Linked DNA regions of Gossypium hirsutum: all the other regions are linked to region 1. Evidence: chromatin contacts called from public Hi-C data. All regions are on one chromosome and are shown on one strand. The core of a region is the stretch at or near the end of the contact, and the rest is flanking DNA. Distances in the headings are between cores, read along the strand shown.

The links. A called contact is a pair of places that touch in the nucleus more often than the background predicts.
Region 2: a Hi-C map of leaf shows a contact between it and region 1, with 3 times the contacts expected there. The contact joins the promoter of LOC107930096 here to the promoter of LOC107929409 in region 1. A contact is called at or near these places in 4 of 34 Hi-C or Micro-C datasets (anther and leaf).
Region 3: a Hi-C map of leaf shows a contact between it and region 1, with 4 times the contacts expected there. The contact joins the enhancer-like site here to the promoter of LOC107929409 in region 1. A contact is called at or near these places in 7 of 34 Hi-C or Micro-C datasets (anther, hypocotyl, leaf and 1 more).

Annotation. Positions count from the first base shown.
Region 1 is chrA08:109,967,812-109,970,688 of Gossypium_hirsutum_v2.1, forward strand. It overlaps LOC107929409 (protein MODIFYING WALL LIGNIN-2), which reads left to right and starts at 1,470. Exons shown (of 3, transcript XM_016860822.2): 1 at 1,470-1,989; 2 at 2,065-2,264. The coding sequence starts at 1,885.
Region 2 is chrA08:109,371,604-109,374,480 of Gossypium_hirsutum_v2.1, forward strand. LOC107930096 (rop guanine nucleotide exchange factor 14) reads right to left here and starts at 1,497. Exons shown (of 8, transcript XM_041074382.1): 1 at 1,153-1,497; 2 at 572-681. The coding sequence starts at 650.
Region 3 is chrA08:109,448,347-109,451,223 of Gossypium_hirsutum_v2.1, forward strand. No RefSeq gene overlaps it. Among protein-coding and RNA genes, the nearest start is that of LOC107930084, 4.8 kb to the left of the region's middle. Within about 2 kb of position 1,360, at least 9 of the 9 cell types and tissues checked have an H3K27ac peak or open chromatin away from gene starts, as enhancers often do. A contact at or near this core is called in hypocotyl and leaf, where this site is marked.

The DNA of each region.
Region 1 (2,877 bases), core at 220-2,719:
ACCAAATATAAATTGAGGGGAAATCTACCTACATCCTTATATATGGGTAATGTGTCATGGTTATGGAAAAGAATTTGTGGTATTTGGCGTAGGATTTGTGATGGTTTTATCTAGAATGTAAGGAATGGCATGAATGTAGATTTTTATAAGGGTAATTGGGTTAAGGAATGTATCCTCTTATTGATGTTTGCACCCAACCCTTATAAATTCCTATTAAACATGTTCCTGTTAAGGATATGGTAACTCGCAATGTGATCGTATTTTCAAGACTACTAGTCTCATAGGGTTTTACTCTTAAATCCGTAAACAAAAAAAAAAAGAAAAAAACTCCATCAACTAGCTAATAATAATATAGAATTATGACAAATTGAGTAACATGTACATTCATCAGCCATGTTTGTATTTGGGCAAACTTATGGTAAATATCTTTCTATGCCTTACACTTAAATTTTCATTTAGTATTGAACACTTTAAGTATAATGAGTGAATGTCGGATTTTATTGCATTTGGTTTTGAAGTAAATGATCGTTAGTGTGTGGTTTATGGGGATTTAGGTTATGGATTGTTATTTCTTATTTTTATTTAAGGTTTTTCAAGTAAAATGTTTATGCTTTAGATGAGATAAAAAGGAAAAACGCAATGGATAAAAATGGAGAAAGGCGAGAAAGGCAATGGATAAAATGTTTATGCTTAAAATTTTAATTTTGATTAAATCATACACATTTAAAGAAATAAATTCATTAATTTATTTTTATATTAAATAACTATAATTATTTATGCATGCGGTATATAAACAAAAAACGATGTTATATCCATAATTGTGTTAATAATTTACAAGAATTGAATCAAATCAAAATTTTATGTTAAAATTACACAAAATCAAAATTCAAGTATACAATTACAATTAAATTATAGTTCATATATAATTTTAATATTTATCCCTATAAAAATATAATAAAGTCTAAGGTTTTGAAAATTTTAGTGTCATGGTTAAATTGTATTATTGTGAGTTTTTTTTTTTTATTCAGTCTAAATTGTATTTTATAAATTTTATATAGAATATGAAAAGATAAAAACATTCCCTACTTTAAGAAATCATTTTTAATGTTTATTAATAGTTAATCAACTCAATATTATCTTAGCTAGGCTAAGAGGCCCGTTCTTAAGGTAGAGGTCCTTAATTTCCAAGGCGAGCTCCCGGATGATTTATAAATATAAAAAATTTAAAATTTAAATAGAAATAATCAATTATTTAAAATAGTCTAGATTTTCAAAACGATTATTATTCTATTTACCCATCATAGTGTTTTAATTATATTAAAAAATGAATTACATGTTACAGAATTTTCTTTTATTCCACGATCACTATATAATTATACTTTCTAAAATAATTTTATTAAAAAATATGAGCTTAGGAATTATTATCAAATAAGATGCTATTATATATATTATCATTCATTTATTCTATTCTACTTACAATGCCCATTTAAAATAAATCAAAGTCTAACAGCCAATTCGCCATTGCGGAATATAGCAAGAAAAAGAGAGGAGAAGAAAGTGCCAGTTATACTCGGTGGTAACTTAATGCTCACTCTTGAGGTGGTGGAATTTAATAAGAAAGTGTTGGTTCAGATTTCACCCATCCAAAAACTTCCCATATAATCTAAACAACTTCCAACTAGGGACAGGGACAGCGACAGAGACATGCATGGTTTCTCTCCTTACAAGCAATGTCAATGAAACAATTGTTTGTAAGAACCCCAAGAAAGCTCGCTCCCACCCCCACCCCACCGCACAGAAACAGGAGCTGGATATTTGATCACCGCCACCACCTCTTCTCTTCACTAACTTCCAACTTCCCAACACAAAGCGGCCACCTGCGATATGGGAAAACATCCACTTGGTTGCGTCTTAACGTTCTCTGTCCTTGCCTCCCTCGGCCTTGTCTCCTTCGCCGCATGTCTGGTTGCTGAGGCAAAGAGATCCAAGGTATGTATATAAATTAATTCATTCCTTGCTATTATTAGTTGATAAGGGTTTTTAATTGGTTTAATTCTCCAGAAGGTTGATTTGAAGTTGGATGGAAAGATGTGTTTCTTGCCTGGAAAGAGTGATGCCTTTGAACTGGGTGTGGCTGCATCAGTCTCTCTCTGCACCGCTCAAATCATAGGGAACGTACTACTCTGTGCAAGTTACTGGTGGAGTGCAAACACAAGAAAGCCTAAAAAACCAACTCTTACTGCAATTTTGCTGGCGTTTTCCTGGTAAGGTGTTGCACTGCATGTGTATTGATTATATTGATGCCACCAGTTATGTGGATTGCCTATGCCAGCCATGTTAACACAAAATTAGGCCACTACTACTACTGCTTGTACAACTGTATTTAAGTGGACCCGACCGGGGAACACCTTCTATAATTGCAATTTTTTTAGCTACAAATGTATTTTTGACCTTTTTAAAAATTAACATTTTTTCTATTTTTTAAGGTATGTACCGGAGGAAGCCTAATAATTAATCCAAAAATTTTATTAACTTTAATCCCGGATTAGAAGGCGGCTTCTTAGACAGTATCATTTTCCTAATCATAAACGAAAAACCTTCATTTTCTTTTATTGTTTTCTTCCTTCCTTTCAATATTTCTAGAATTCCTGGTCAGCAGAAAAAGGTCCAAGTAACGAATTTTCCAATGGAGCTACAAGTGGGTTAATTTGATTGGGTAGAGTAGATCAGAATCTAGAATTTTTAAGGGTTTTTAAGGGATAGATATGAAGGAGATTGGAGACAAACTAGTTGTAGAAAATGGGTGGACAGCTGGAAATATACCCCTTTCTATATCCCACTCCCCCCAGATCAGATCATCCAACGACTGGATGCGCC
Region 2 (2,877 bases), core at 247-2,746, 600 kb before region 1:
GAACATGACATTCACACCTAGTCTTTAGGTACCATAAATGGTCTGCCAAGAATTAAATACAGGCAGTATTGCTGCCTGCATGGCAATGGCAGCGAGTACAGGTGAAGATTGAAGTGCCAATGGGCAATGGGTAGCTAAAATATTAAAGAAGAAACATAGGGTGTCCTCCAGTTACCACACTTTATGGGCCCTTCCCCATCCTCTCAGTTCATTCCCACCACAATCCCCAGCCTCTCAGGTCAATCACAAAGTCACTGTAGTTCAATTTTAAATATCTATAAAAATAGATAGATAGCTGAAGTCTAATGTGTTAGGTACACATATTATATTTTCTCATGTTGGATAATAAAACAAAATTAAGAAGAAAAAAATTCAAAAACAAAAGACTAGAATCACATGGCAATATGGCAACAATCACGGAAATTTTCATCATAGAATAGTGCTAATAGCCTAATACTACGTTTTTTTTCAATCCATCCAGCCTACTACCATTACAATGAAAAGGTTCAAATCTTAAAAAGGAAATAGGTGTATTAATTTAATTATTAATTAAAAGTAATAATTAACTTACTATTATCTTGCTCATCAAAATCGAGGCTAATCTCTCTGTCGCGCGTGCAGCATGCCAGTCTTTTCTTCATCGTCATCATTTTCCCTTCTTCTTTATCTCTCTCTCTCTCTCTCTGCCCAACCAAAAACGTTTACTATTTGCCATCAAAAGATTTAAGTTTAACCCAATAAATAAAACTAAAATAAAAATATCTTTTGCTTTACCATAAAGGAAAAAGAAATTCGTGGTTTATGAAAGATTCCATGCTTTATCTGTTCTTTTCTTTTTACTCTTTTGTGGTTCAAAGCAAAAAGTGTGTACCAACTACCAAATAAAAGAAAATCCAATAATCCCTTTTACATTCATAAACAACTCTTTTCTATCTTAAAACCAGTAAGCAAACAAGCCTTCATTATGTGATAATGAGATAGAGATGTGTTCCTTAAACACCAACTATATATAAAACATCTCAGAATTGAAAAAAAAATTGTAGTTTCTTAAACCCACTCTTTAAAAGAAAATCCAAATCCAAAAAACCCAGCTCCAACATGTTCAGTCGTCATTAAGAAGAAGGAAAAAGAAGCTGCATTTGGAGAACAAACCTGGGAGACTGTTAATGCAAGGGGTAAAGAGAGAGTGGTGAGGCTTCAAAGGTCAAAAGCAATCAACAAAGTTGCAATTGTAGATCATGCGAAGGAAAAGGCAAAAGAAAATGGGGAAGTGCAGAGGCTGCGATATTCAAAAACGGCGAAAAATAGAAGTGATATTTGAATTGCGAGGCATTGGAGGGTATAAGTGATAGCCTTAAAGGCTCATTCTTGCATTTCCTTGGCTACTGAACTGATAAAAAGAGGAGTTTTTTTTTAAAAAAAATAAACATGCACTGTCACATAGGTCAGACGGAAAAGGAGAGAACTTACTTAACCAAACAAAAATAATAATAATAATAATAAGAAGAAGAAACCATTTGTTTTAAATTTTAAACTAATAAAAGATGAGATAAGGAACGTTGAAGAGTATATTTCCAACCGTAGATTCCCAAAATAGGCCCAAGCCCATGTTAAATGGACTGAAGTTGTAGGGTAAGGCGCCTAGTTAAGAAAGAATAACCGAGAAACACTATTTTGAAATTTTATGAAATACTAGTTAATTAAATCAAATCGAATTCTTTTTTTTTTATTTATTATTATAATTCATTTTAAATTATAATATTTCATATTTAAAAGAATCAAAATAACTTGAAAATTATTTATTTATTAGACAAAAATTTGAAACTTTAAAAACCATAAATTAAAGTTTATTTTGTAAAAAAAATCTAAAATTCAAAATTAATATGAATAACCGAACCTAAATATAATGAAAAAATTAAAAATCCAAAACTCAAACCATATTTCAACCCTAACCTGAAGTGCCATGCCCATTAGTCCATCTCTCACGTTTCCTACTAGTTTAATATTTAAGGTGCTAGAAAAACTGTTTTTGTAAAGTGCCGTGAAATTTGGGTTGGAAAAAAAAAATGTGATTTTCTAATTAAATGTTTAACTTTGCTTCCAAGATGATGCTGAAAGGTATAAACTAAGCTAATTTGAATAATTAAATTAGTTAAAATTATGATAAATAAAATGTAAATTTAAAATATTTTTTAAACAATTAATATAAATTGTAAATATATAATTCATATTTTAAATAGAAGTATAATGGAGTCAAGTTAAACTCAAACACTATTAAATTCGAGCTCAACTTGAAATTCTATGTACGATACTAGACTCAAACTCAATTATGTAATTATTTTTAAGTTTGAGCTCAGCTCAAGATATAATCAAGATACTTAACCTAAGCTCAGTTAAGCTCGTTTATTAAATTTTGTATTCAAGCTTGATTAAGCTCATTCATATTTAAGCTCGAACTCAAGGTCGACTTGATAATTAAGCTTAGGGTTAATTATATACATTAAGAGTACTAATGTAAGTTAATAATATAAAATATATATTGAAAAAACTCGATAAAGCTTGAAAGTTTTTCGAGTTGAATATTGTTAAGCTCTTCGACTAGAGTAATAGCATAAACTCGATTCGGTAATTACGGAATTGAGACTTGAGTAGATTGACAGCACCAATTTCTTATTAACACTCTTATTTTTAAATAAAATAAATAATATTATATATTTAAAATAAAATAAAAAAGGGTAAATTAATCAGTAGTATTATTTTTAAAAGCACATATTAATATGATTTGGCTCCAGAAGTCACTTTAAAAAGTACTTTAAATGGAGAATCTAGTTTTCATGTAAAAAAAAACATTTTTGAATAAAGCTAAACAGGATCTTA
Region 3 (2,877 bases), core at 110-2,609, 520 kb before region 1:
AGCCTTTAAATGAATTATAAACAACAAACCAGATGCAGCAAATTAGGATCCAGAAATAAATAAATATAGACAGATGTTTGAAAACGAGGAAGGAGTCGATGATAGACATCAGTTTAGACCCTACACGGACTAAATATGTTAACAAGAAACACAATAAAGAAACTTAATTATCTCTTTTGGGCTAGAAAGTTGAAACTAATTTATCAAATACTGAATGAATATCTAGATTTACACTGACAACTGAGATTTATCCCCCCAAAAGGCTCCTAAGGATACCGTAAGTTGAAACAAAAAAGAAGATAGAACTTAGAATCTATCTTTACGCTGACAGAACGTCCAATAATCAAATAAACAAAATATTAGAACTTGTTAAAACAAGGACTAAACTTCTTTATTCTACTCATACAGTGGAATAACACGATTTATAAAGTTATGGGATTTAATTGTATCTCTTGTACGAAGCATTTGAGAAGTACGAAAACTACCCAACACATAAGATTAAGATATCACAAAAAATGTTTGCACAACTAACATTACGGTGTTACTATCCAATCAAAATCAATCATTACAAACATTAGATTGAATAGTTATCTTAAATCAAACCAACTACTAAAATAAATCTGCAGTGAACTCATAGGAGGTTACTCTTAATTAACAAGAAATAGGAATTGACTAATTCCAATGTATATTATCATAGTAATTCCTAGATTTAAACAAAACATTTACAATGAAGTAATGCATTTATTTTACTACAACAACGCCATAATTTTTTTAAACTAAGTGAAGTTTGAGCAATTAACAATTTTGTAAATCCCTTTTCTTCTTGACGTTTGAATCGTCGAAAGAAAGATAACCAAAAAAAAACAATTTATATATTTAAAACAAAAAAAAATCCCAAATCTAATGATTCAGAAGCAAATCTGTAGTTTCCATAATAATAAAACAAATCAATAGTCATAATAATTTTTTTTTTAAAAAAGCTACCAAAAACAAGCAAGAAGGAAAATAAAATCCCAACCTGAGATCTGAATCATAAGCCTAAAAGTGAACAAAAAGGAAAGATCCACGCAACCTTCACCGCGGTCTCCGATTCAGTTGATGCAAGGCGGGATCCGATTCGCGCTTCCTCCAATCACGCCCAGCCATCTGGCTTAAATCAAAATCAAAATCAATCCAATATTAAGGGACAGCTAATTAGTTCCCGACCTGCACCAAGCGAATTAGAGACCGCCGGTAACTGAATCAATCTCCAGCCCCTTTTCCCTTCACCGAAATGGTTGGTTTTGGGAAAAGGGCTCCTCCTTACCATCTATAACTATTACTATTTCTATAACCCTATCGCTGAGCTTGATCTTCCCTTATTTGCCCGTTATTTATAATCACAACAGACCAGTTCCTTCTCTCCACGTGTCCAACACAGTCACTCCTGTTTTGTGAGCAAACAAGAGAAAAAAGTCCACCGTCTCCACTGCAAACTTGAAAAGCACAAAGCATGTGATTTTTTTTAAAGTTCCTTATTTCAAATGTTTTCGAATTTAAATAACACTACTAAACATGGAATTTACTTACATTTATTATTTAAAGCTTAAGATTTTAAAAGTAAATTGGTAGTTGAATCTGATTAACTGATATTACTAAGCACCGCTGGTGTTGAGGATTAATTAAATTATCCAACTTTTTTCACTTTTTTTAAATTTTAAGTAACAGAATATTTATTTGTTTGAGGAAATGGACTGAAAAAGAAAAACTTAAATAGTATTTGGTAAAATAGTTAATTTTTAATGAAAAGAACAGTGACGAAGTGACTGTTAAAAGAGGCGTAGATTGGATTGGAGTGAGATAAAAGAGATGCCATTGATACAGTAAGAGCACGTGCGAGTAGTTTACAGATGCAACGTGGAGTATTTGTGTGGTAAAGATAAAGGAAATTTGAAAAATAAAATGACCTCGGTTTTTTGCGATCCGTGTCTTTGCTGTTCAATTTATTCTTCTTCTTTCCAATAACATAATGACACGTGTTACTTACTTTTTTTCTAATTAATATATTTGCTTAATTTCATACAGTCTTTTTACTTTATAAAAAAAATTGGTTTATAAATTTTAGTTAAATCATTAATTTTGGTTTGTTGATGTTGTTAAAACTAATGAGATAACAATAAACAAGTAATAAAAGTATAACATATATCTACATCAAGAAATAAAAATTACATAGGCTCTTCCTATTAATGCCTGCTCATAATAAAATAAAGATTTCAAAACATTACCAAAAGAAAAATCTTACACAAAATTCTTTGAAATCAATTTATAATAATGCAAAATTTCAATTTTCAATCATTTTTAACAAAATTTCAATTTTTCCAAAAGTTTTTTTTAAACGATAAAAAATCTTTTGTAAATAAAAAAATTTATTATAAATTCAAAAATATTGAAAATATTGTTTTTGTGTATGCATTTACAAATTTTACTAAAATTATTTTTTTGCCTTATATAGAGCGATGGTTAAAAAATTTTCTAAATATTCGTTTGACACATGTTCAAACCATGTCACCTTAACCCCATCTCCAATATTGTATTAAATTCTTTTAATTTTTTTAAATTGTAAAACAAAATTCTGGATAGACCTGTACTTTTCTGAAAAATCAAACTTTTTCAACTAATATTCTCCATCATATTTTGAAAAGGAATTTTAATGAAAAAAATAATTGGCTGTCAATTTTCCAATAAACTACAAATTTTAGAAAATTTAAATACTTAATTTAATCAAAAGAATATTTGAAAAATGTCGAATTTTAGGAAAAAAACTGTAAAATTATTTAAATAAATAGTATTTTTAATATATATGAATTTATATAAAATATTTTAAAAAAATGATATTTA